Regions from separate parts of the Lactuca sativa genome. Here region 1 is linked to region 2. The links are chromatin contacts, called in public Hi-C maps. All regions are on one chromosome and are shown on one strand. The core of a region is the stretch at or near the end of the contact, and the rest is flanking DNA. Distances in the headings are between cores, read along the strand shown.

Region 1 (5,425 bases), core at 641-3,140, 220 kb after region 2:
TTTGATATAAATTTTTAATAAGAAAATAGAATCATCAGAAATAAATTCAGCATTACTAGTACTATTTTAACCCTAAAAATTAATTAAAAAATAAAGTATATAAATGGAGATGGTCTAATCACTAATCACCCATCACCAATCAGCAATCACTAAAAAAGCCCAAGTCCATGTCTGTTTGTGCAAAGATATGAAAGAACTTAAGCACTGTGTTAAAATTTCATGTTCAGAACTAAAAAAACTAATAAACATCAAATTATTAATTAAGTAATGAGTCGATTATTCGAATTCTGAAAAATTGTTTACAAACAAGAACAATCCTACAATAGATCTAGTGCTACCCAATGTTGAAATTTCCCAAATCTACCAAATTTTCATATTTACATCTTTTTCTGATCATCAACCTCGATCTTAGCAGTGCCATGACACTACAACGTCTTCAAAACCCACCTTGAATTCCTCCCATTCAACCTCACTAAACCCACCTCCGCCGCCAACCACCGTCATCTCCACCAGCAACAAATCCACCGCCACCTCCAACACCTTCGCCAACACCACCACCCTACCTTTCACCAACCCCATCACATCCCTGTTCCTATTCTCTTTGTCCTTCATTTTCTTCGATCTGTAACCCAATCTCTCACCCACTTCCACCACCCGCCTCTCAATCTCCGCCGCTGTTGCCGTCGTCGTGAATCTCCTATCCTTCCGTACGATTTTCTCTTCGAAAATACCTGATAAATCAAGCCCGGACGACATCGAGATTATGTCAAAGGCATTCATCGTTGTCTTGTATTTAATCGAACTCAAATCATCTTCTTCGGTTGCTTCGGCTTCTGTTTCGTTGTGGAGTTCGAGAGTAGGATCGGGTCTCAGTGATTTTTTGAACCATGAGAGGTTCATTAACGTCTCGATGCTCATCCTGGTTTTCGGATTCGGATCTAGGAGCTTTTGAATAATGATCCTCGGTTGTTTTGGCATCCAATCGGGAAATGCGAATTCACGTAGGTGAATTTTCCGATACATGTTTGCTAAATTACTGTCGTCGAAAGGAAGATAACCTGCTAAGAAGATGAAAAGTATGATTCCACATGACCACGCGTCCGCCTTTGCTCCGTCGTAGCCTTTCCGGCGAACGATTTCTGGTGCAGTGTACGCCGGAGTTCCACACGCAGTGTGGAGGAGCCCGTCCTTTTGTGACTCCGGCAACGCCGAGAGTCCGAAATCAGAGATTTTCAGGTTCCCATCGTCGTCTAACAAAAGGTTTTGGGGTTTTAGATCGCGATGTGCGACTCCGTTTTGATGACAAAAATTGAGCGTCGATACGATCTGTTGAAAGTACCTCCGTGCAGTAGCTTCCTTCATCCGTCCACGGCGGGACAACTGTGTGAAAAGCTCACCACCAGATGCGAGTTCCATAACAAGATAGATCTTGGTTTTCGTCGCCAACACTTCATGGAGTTTAAGAATGTTGGGATGGTTCAACCGCCGCATGGCGGCGACTTCACGAACCAGCCGTGGCTCCATCGTCGGATCTGCGATGGAGGGTTTCTCAATAACTTTCACCGCGACGGAGGAATCGTCGATGAGAGAACGGCCATGGTAGACTTTAGCGAAACTACCACGACCTAAAAGGCGAGTGAGTTGGTATTTGTTGAGTATGATCGTGCCGCCGTCGCTGGATGTTCTGTTGATGCTGGTGGCTGGTGAAGGTGGCGCCATGGCCGGAACGAACAACCGAACGGCCGGCGTGAAATGTAGAGAGAGAGAAAGAGAGAAAGGGGAAAGTGATTTGGTGGTGGAAGGTGCGGTTGTTTATCATGGTTTTATAGGAAAGGGAAAAAAGATACCAGATGGGTTTTCGCTGTCTTCATTCGTGTTTTTAGCCTCGATGAGCGTTTGCTTTGATATTTTCATGTATTAAATTACGATTTTACCCTTCTGCGGATGCTTCATGTGGCCACTCCCCTAAATATTTTCTTTAACATTTACTCTTCCTTTCTCAAAATAAACGTAACTTTATTAAAAAGATATTTTTTCTTGGGTTTTCAAATGATTTACATAACCTAAAGAACTAAAATACAAATAATTAGATTTAAACTTACTCCGTAAAACGTAACCGTTCATATTCATATCAATATTTTTTGAGATAAAAAAGGAATTTCAATTTGGGGAAAATTATGGTATATTAGAAGACTAGGTGTGAGACCCATGTATTACATGGGTTTAATTAAAAAAAACAAATATAAAAGTTTAACAATTTGAAAAGTTTGAATTTATAAGAAAAATGAAAAAAATTTGAATTATTAAAATTAATGAGACTTTAATGTAACATATATAAACTCTTTCTAATAAATACTTTACATATATATTACCTTACACATTAAATGTGGAATTTTAATTTAATAAAATAAAAAATACAATAAAATGACAAGTGGAAAATAGAAATTTTAAAAATTCTAAAAAATGTCATGTATCCAAATGAATGAGAAGAGGACATGTGGCAAAAAAACCTTCATTTATTATAGTAGATGTGGTTCCATTTTGGAGTTATCTTGAAAGATATGATATTTTTTACAGATAATATTTCGTTTAATTTGAATTATGTTTTCATGTTACCATAGATGACCTTGACGATGGTTATACGGAGGAGTGTTCTTTTGATTCTCGAAACACTACCATGAAACGTTACATGAACTACTATTGAAAAGCCCTTGGTTATGATTGTGAGTTGAACTATTTATATAAGGCTGATTTTTGTTGATTATGCTCATAACTCATTGGATTGTCTATTTGGTTGTTAATTATGTTCGTTAGATATCGATTATTTTCAATGATTATCAAACGTATTGTTTTCGTTTCATCATTAATGTTTAATTGTATGTCGTTGCAAGTTTGTACTTGTGTTTGCCTAGTCTTAGCTTAGATTCGCATACATACAACAATAAATAGGTCGATATTATATAATGGTCTTCGTACGGATGTGGTTTGGTCAACTGACTTGATTATGTTGGTAAGGAATATCAGATAAGGGTTATTGGTGTCTTTACTCTTTAGTATATCATAATGTATTTCATAGCCGGTGAAACCGTAATCCGATTTTATTATGGTTACAAAGTCCTAAACTTCCTTTTTGCATCTTTGGAGTCGGAAGTTTGGTTCTACAAATTTTGGTTGTAGAGTATAGCGTATAACTGGATTGCTATAAGTCATTAGTATTTTTTTCGAATGTATCATGCACTCATTTAGTGTAGTGAGCTAATTAGTGGCGGAGCTAAGATCAAAGTAAAGGGGTATCCCCAAAAAATTTCCGAAAAAAATTATACTATTGAAAAAAAATTCAAAAAAATTACACTACTGAAATTTTTTTGAAAGGCATCTCCGGGAACCACCTAGATCCGCCTATGGCGTGCTTATGTGATTGACATTTACATGTCTTGTCAAGATTTTGGATAGTCATCAACTATTCAAAAAAAAAATCTAGGTTGGTGCAAAAGTATATGTTGTTTGTTTTAGGAGTAAAACTTAGTATTCGGTCTTTGCAAGACCGATTTCTATAGGAATTATTGTCTCTTAACTACTCACCGAACTAAATGGTATCCCATTTGTTGCGGTTCCTTTTTTGTTATGTATTCGGATTCCTAAATGTGCTTTATAGTTCATCTACATATCTTCATTTATCCTTCCCAATCTCACCATTATTCCTTTAATGATAATGTAGTTTTGTAACCTTTGTTTACATATTTTGTTGTGGGTGAGAAACAAATGTAAAGTTTTGCTTTTGTAATCAATCGGGGCACATCGTTCTTTAAATAGGTTATCATGAAATTGTTTTCTATTGTCACTTATAATTATATGTGGTATCTCGAATCGACATATAACTTGTTTCCACATGAATTTACTATGTTATTTCAAGTGATCGTTGTCATTGGTGTTGGCACTACCCATGTGGTGAAGTAAAATATTAATACTAATATGAACTTGACCTTTTGTTACGCCTATAGAAATGGTCCAACTATATCTATCCCCCACAACCAAAAAGGACATAGGCTATAAATGATTTCATTCTTTACAATGGAAAGGTTAGTATGTTTGCATTTTACTAACATGCCAAGCATCGTCTGATAAAAGTATGGGTATCCCTAATATAAGGTAGGACATAAGCATCTGGTCCTAGCATCTTTTGCGTAGTTATTTGGGCCCTGGAATGTGCTTCCTAAATATGCTTTTATTGGTGCTAATTACCACAACCATTGAGTTAAATAACCTATTTTGTATTATGCCCCCCATCATATAGTTTACTTGGGAGCATTGATGCACTTCTGTTACCTCATTTTTTCGCTCAAAAATGTCCTAAACTGTAAGTATTATAGGGATGATATCATCCAATTTGGTGAAATGTTTGTTATATGTTGGAATTAACATGCAATGAAAAAAGGAATGTAGTTTCGATGTCGTTCGTATGTAAATCTATGGGGTCGAATACTTAAGAGCATATGAAAGAACCTATAAATACTAAACAATCGTAAAATATAAATTTTATTACTAATATAGGCTTAAATAAATACAAATAGAAGATTTTACTTATCATTTATTTATCAAGTGCATCATAAAAAAAATAAATGGTTATCTATTTATTAATTGGATAAAATATTTATTAATTAATTAAATTGTATATTAATTATGAGTTAACTAGAGAAGGTCCCCGCATTGCAGGGGTTGGAAGTCTTCAATATTTTTTGATGTGTTATCTATACCTTTTTAGGTATAGTCAAATGGTGTTATGAAATATGGACTTTGTTAAGAGATCATACATGAAACAATAAAAATAGAAACGATAAATTTCTCAAATTTATGAACTCAAGTTAAATGAAAAGAGATTGAAAATTATAATACATTGTTTATTTCCCTGCACAAACAGTTAAGAAAGAAATATTATTAGTTTACAAAAAAATATATGTATTATTAGTTTACAAAAAAAAAAAAAAAAAAAAAAAAAACCCTTCAGTAATGAATAAAACAAAGTTTTCATCTAACGCCAAATGGTTGATCTTTTTAAGTGAAATTCTTGATCTTTCAATCATGTCACTTAAACGTCCAGGAGTTGTGATTAAGATGTTTACACCCCACTCGAACGAACATAAGCATCACTAAAATCGAAGAACATAAGCAACAGTAACTTTCACACAAGTTTGATGGGTCTAAATGTTGTTACATGTAAAAGCATTTATGAAAAATTCAATCTTTGGGAGAGTATGGTTTTTTTTTAGTAGAATCGGCTAAATCTAAGAGATGGAACCTAAATTTGTTAGATTATCTTCACATCCAACGGGTGGAAAAAGGAGACTAAGAAGAAACAAATCTTTTAGAGGCATAGCACAATGGTTCCAACTTTTCAGGGGCATTTTGGGCATTCTCTTTCCCAGGG
Region 2 (5,377 bases), core at 2,011-4,510:
TAAAGATTCACTAAGCTCCATTTATTTTCTTCAAAATATCATTTAATCGTAGAACACGAATAAGTTTCATCAACCCATAGATTATGATCCAGATTAAATTAAGTCCAACTAATTCTTATAAGGAAGCCCAATTCATTTAAATCAGTTAGTTGCATAAGCCCATACTAGTTTACCCTAATGGATAGTAGCTCCAAAAGGGAAGTAGCTGATGAATACCTCCTACATAGATACAAGAAGGACCCCTATTCATTCGGCAATCGAAGCCCTTCTTCAATCCCGACAATTTAAGCTTCTTCGGTGACAACCCCTCTAGCGCCGTCTAATATGACGACCGCAGAATGAGAGAACCGACCTACTAGAGTTGCTTTCTCAGTTCTCTCTCCCCACTCTCCTCTCTAGCTGAAAAGGTGCTTAAACCTCGCCATTGGAGTTGCTTACAAATTGGACTGTTAACAGATCGCTAGTCACAATCGGTTATCGCATTTACTCTCCACAGATTCGCTTGAGCCTCCCTTCGACTGGAACAAAATCTCATCAAGAAACTTAGTGTGAACGCCTAGAGTGAATACGATACTCAACATAGCTTCTAAAACCCACCGAAAACCTGCTGTCGGAAGTCAAGTTCTCGTTAAACATCCTCCCAAGTTGTCGGACTTCATATCCCCTGCCACCCATTCCTAGCGATGCACTTCCTCTCTCATACCTTAATTTTATGAATGAAATAAATCACACTTGCTCACTCCACCAGAGATGATAGCAGTCATCGACTGTTAAGGGAGTGAGTCAAAGTTCACAAACACAACTACATGATGCAGCCTCTCAAGCGACACTCACTCATTCTTAACCCTAATCCTTGAAAAGTATGAATATATATGTGGAAGAAGGGTGTTGGGGTCTTTTGAAGCAATTCGGATTATTGGTCCTAAAATGAGTAAGAAATACTCCCAGCAGGAGCTACATCCGATCAGGGAGAATGAGACAAGCCAAATTCTGAAATTGGCATAATTGGTCCTGAGGGTTTGATCAGGTGGCGATTTCTACCTTGATTTAAGATTCTTATGACAAAACAAGTTTTGGAAAATACAATTTAACCCCTGGCCAGAAATCCCTTACAAATAAAGTCCAAAATTTACCAATCAGCCCCTCTTCTATAAATTGTTCTCAAATGAAGTCTATATGTTACCATTCAACGCCTAAGCTTCCAAAATCTCTTCAATTTGAGTCCCAATAATTCACCACTTAGTCCATTCCTTCAATAATACTTAAAAATTAAGTCCAGATTTTACTCTTCAATCCCCGAAACTCTAAATCATGTCATTCGACTCCCCGAAACCAACACCCCGATAAATATTATGGACTTTATGGCTATTATTCATCCATTAATTTTATCTGTTTATTTATTTAATAAACGGGGTGTTACACGGTTGCTAGGACCGAAGGGTAGTTCATACACCCCAGATATGTCTGATAATATATTATGTTATGATATGTGATAGTAATAGCAGTAGGGGGGTGAAATAGTCCCCGAGGATCGGTTGTCAGGACCGACGGGTAGTCAGCACCCCAGAATGGCTTGACACGGGTAGTCAACACCCCAGAATGGCTTGACACGGGTATGACGACACCCCAGAATGACCGCACGGGTAGTCGGCACCCCAGAATGGTCGTACCGGGTAGTCAGGCACCCCAGAATAGCCTGGCAGTATGTATGTTATGTGTTTGTATGGTATGTGGTACGATGGGGGAACTCACTAAGCTTTGTGCTAACAGTTTACAGTTTTGGTTTCAGGTACCTCTTCTTCAAAGGGGAAGGAGCCGGCGCGGTAGCGGCACATCATGCACACACACTGGTTTCCGTATTTACGAGATTTCTCTGGGATTTATACTCTGATATTTCGATTGGTTGTATGATTTGGCTTTTAGACATGGTTTACGTTGTGTTGTGGTTTGATCAAACAATGTTTTTAATTATTAATGTTTTCTAAAGTAATGTTTTAAAACGAAATTTTTGGACGTGAAAATTGGGTCGTTACATACATGTTCCCTAAGTGTTCGACAACTCATGTTTACCATCTCTATACAATCAAACAAATAGGTTCACTTGCCTAATTGTGAACAAAACACGATTAACAAAATATGATAATAATAAAATAGATTTTAATTATATTTAAAGTGATGGTAAATAATATAAAATTTTAATCTATAATAATGGTTAAGAGAGTACCTGATCGTATATTTATTGAATGCTTGGTTGATTTTGCCTTGAGATGATCTTGATGGTATGCGTTGGATTCTTGGGTGATAATTATAATATGATATTCAGAAGTTAAAAACTTCAACAAATAAATTTGAAAGTAAACTTTTTCAAAAAGTTTCGCTCTATTTTATTTCATAAGTGGAACAAGCCTTATATAGACAAATATTTTACAAACGACAATTTAGACAAACTATTGTTAACCATACTAGACATTATTATAGTCATTATTGCTTTCATGAACTAACTATTGCTAGTCCATACACACACTTATTACATATACAAGTTTCACATAACTCTAGGACACATACATATTTTACTATTTACATGACAAAACGATATCACAATAGTTATTACATTTTTAACGGATTGTAGTTGCACTTGCTCTTATCTCTTTCCATCTTTATAGAATAGGTTCACTTGCCTAATTGTGTAGCCGTTCTAGTTGATAATAAGTAGAATTTTACAAATATAAACTAATGTGAAAAATAAGCATCGCACACATTTACGATTAACCTCGATTGGGGAGAGATTTAAGATTGCGGTATATGGTCCTGGAATGTCAAGCTACTTTTTATGCAATCACATTGACGTTTTTTAGATGCTTCGGACACATTGGAATGAGATTCTTTTTGCATCTTCTAAGCCAAGGAAATATGCAATTTTTCATATCATATTATATCTATTAGAATTGAAGAAATATGATGTGTTAGTTTGGCTTACAATAGAAACCCATTCTTTAGCTTTTCAAAAAGGGTTGACTTGACTTTGTATATTTATTTTCCACTAGATTTTTTGGCTGTAATGTATCTAGTTGTTAATCAAAACCAAAAAATAACAAAGACGCCATCCGTGGGACTCGAACCCACGACCACGTGGTTAAAAGCCACGCGCTCTACCAACTGAGCTAGAACGGCTTGATGTTACATTAACATAAAATGAATATTTAATCATAATTTAATATAATTTTATATTTAGCGAGCTGGGTTTGATTCATATTAAGGTTTTTGACATCTCTCATGAACAAAGGATTGAAGTCGGCAGATGCAGATACTGATTCACCAAAACCTTTTTCAACAAAAAATCAATGTTTGTCAAGCTTCAGCATTTAGATACAAATTGTATTCCAGTTCTCCATCCAGTCAAGACCTCAAATTCCAACATCAATGGCGGAGTTTCACTTCCTCTTCCATGCCACCGTACTGAAAGAGAATTTGAACAACTCATCAAGAAACACAAAATTCCACCTCAAAAACAATTAGATTTTGACAAAAGAACTGTTTTTCGTAAACCAAAGTCGAACCCAGATGGTTTAGTTCAAAACCCAGAGAGAAAAAAGGGTACAATTGAGAAGGATAAGGTCGTGAAGAGAAGAGTATGGTCAAGAAGGGATACGCTAGAGAAGGAGAAGTTGCAGAACAAGTGTACGACGGAATTGGTGAATGGGAATGAGGCGGTGAAAAAAGTGCACGCCAACTGTTCGACGAAAGTCGTGCCTGAGAATGGGGTGGTGAAGAAAGAGCACACCAAGTGTTCGGCGAAATGGGCAAGGTACGGAGGGTGTATTCCTGCTATGTTAGACACTCTGGAAAGAGTTACCAATTTGGACGAAGCCTTTAAGCCATGGGAGCTGAGTTTGAGTAACAAAGAAAGAACCATAATCTTAAAGGAGCAAAAATCTTGGCAAAGAGCCATGGAGATTTTCAACTGGTTCAAGAAGAAAGGCTGCTACGAGTTGAATGTAATCCATTACAACATAATGATCAGAATCCTCGGCAAAGCTGAAAGATGGGAAGAACTCGAAATCTTGCTGAACGAAATGGAGAAAAACAGAATCGAACCCATCAATTCAACATACGGAACTTTAATGGACGTTTACAGTAAAGGTGGGTTTCGGGAAAAAGCAATGCAATTCTTAGATATAATGAACAAGAAAGAAATAGAATCCGATGAAGTCACCATGGGAATCGTTCTTCAAATGTACAAAACCTCTGGACAATTTGAAAAAGCCATAGAATTCTTCAAAAAATGGTCAACTGGGAAAAGTGTTTCTTTAAGCTCGTATACATACAACACCTTGATTGATATATATGGGAAAGCTGGAAGACTTGAAGATGCATCCCAGACGTTCGATGAAATGCTCAAAAGAGGTATTGTCCAAAATACTATAACCTTTAATTCAATGATTCATATGTTCGGTGACCATGGCCAATTAGATAAAGTTGAATCATTGATTCAAAAAATGGAACAATTTCAATGCCTACCCGATACTAGAACGTATAATATCCTTATCTCAATGCATACAAAGCACGATAACATCGTTGTAGCAACCAAGTATTTCAAAAAGATGAAAGATTCATCTCTTATGCCCGATATTGTGAGTTATCGTACCCTTTTATATGCTTATTCCATAAGACAAATGGTCGATGAAGCCGAAAAACTCATGAGGGAAATGGATGATAGAGGTCTTGAAATCGATGAATACACACAATCTTCGATTACTAGAATGTATATAGAGGCGGGGATGCTTAAAAGGGCATGGTTATGGTTCAAACGGTTTCATATTTCGGGGAAAATGACTCCGGATTGTTACTCGGCAATTATCGATGCTTTTGGATCACGTGGGCATGTTCCCGAAGCCGAAGAAGTTTTCAAATGTTGTCAAGAACAAAGAAACCCTAAAGTTCTTGAGTATAATGTTATGATTAAAACATATGGTGTTAACAAAAGATATGATGATGTTTATCGGTTAATTGATCGTATGGAGGACCACGGTGTGACACCGGATATTTGCAGTTATAATTCGGTTATCCAAATGTTGGCGGCCGATGACCGTCCGAAAACCGCCGCTTTCTATTTAAGAAAAATGCGCGATTCCGGATTCGTAACCGACTGCGTACCGTATTGCGCGGTGATCTCGGGATTCGTGAAATTAGGCGAAGTGGGGCCCGCTATCGAAGTATATAATGAAATGATTCGATCGGGAATCGAACCGGATGTTGTCGTGTACGGTGTTTTGATAAACACGTACGCGGATATCGGAAACGTTGATGAGGCGTTAAGGTACGTGAACGCGATGGAAAAACGCGGTTTGCAGATGAATTCAGTTATTTGTAATTCTTT

What was found. A called contact is a pair of places that touch in the nucleus more often than the background predicts.
Region 1: a Hi-C map of leaf shows a contact between it and region 2, with 7 times the contacts expected there. The contact joins the promoter of LOC111910038 here to the promoter of LOC111910039 in region 2. A contact is called at or near these places in 2 of 4 Hi-C or Micro-C datasets (both in leaf).

What each region holds. Positions count from the first base shown.
Region 1 is chr5:174,091,466-174,096,890 of Lsat_Salinas_v11, forward strand. LOC111910038 (CBL-interacting serine/threonine-protein kinase 7) reads right to left here and starts at 1,891. Exons shown (of 2, transcript XM_023905832.3): 1 at 436-1,891; 2 at 254-433. The coding sequence starts at 1,719. The coding sequence ends at 335.
Region 2 is chr5:173,871,424-173,876,800 of Lsat_Salinas_v11, forward strand. It overlaps LOC111910039 (pentatricopeptide repeat-containing protein At3g23020), which reads left to right and starts at 3,261. Exons shown (of 1, transcript XM_023905833.3): 1 at 3,261-5,377. The coding sequence starts at 3,342. TRNAK-UUU (transfer RNA lysine (anticodon UUU)) reads right to left here and starts at 3,171; the gene lies at 3,099-3,171. It overlaps LOC128126446 (a long non-coding RNA gene), which reads left to right and starts at 892. Exons shown (of 2, transcript XR_008224417.1): 1 at 892-1,027; 2 at 1,790-2,013. It overlaps LOC111910041 (a long non-coding RNA gene), which reads right to left and starts at 893. Exons shown (of 3, transcript XR_002856434.3): 1 at 217-893.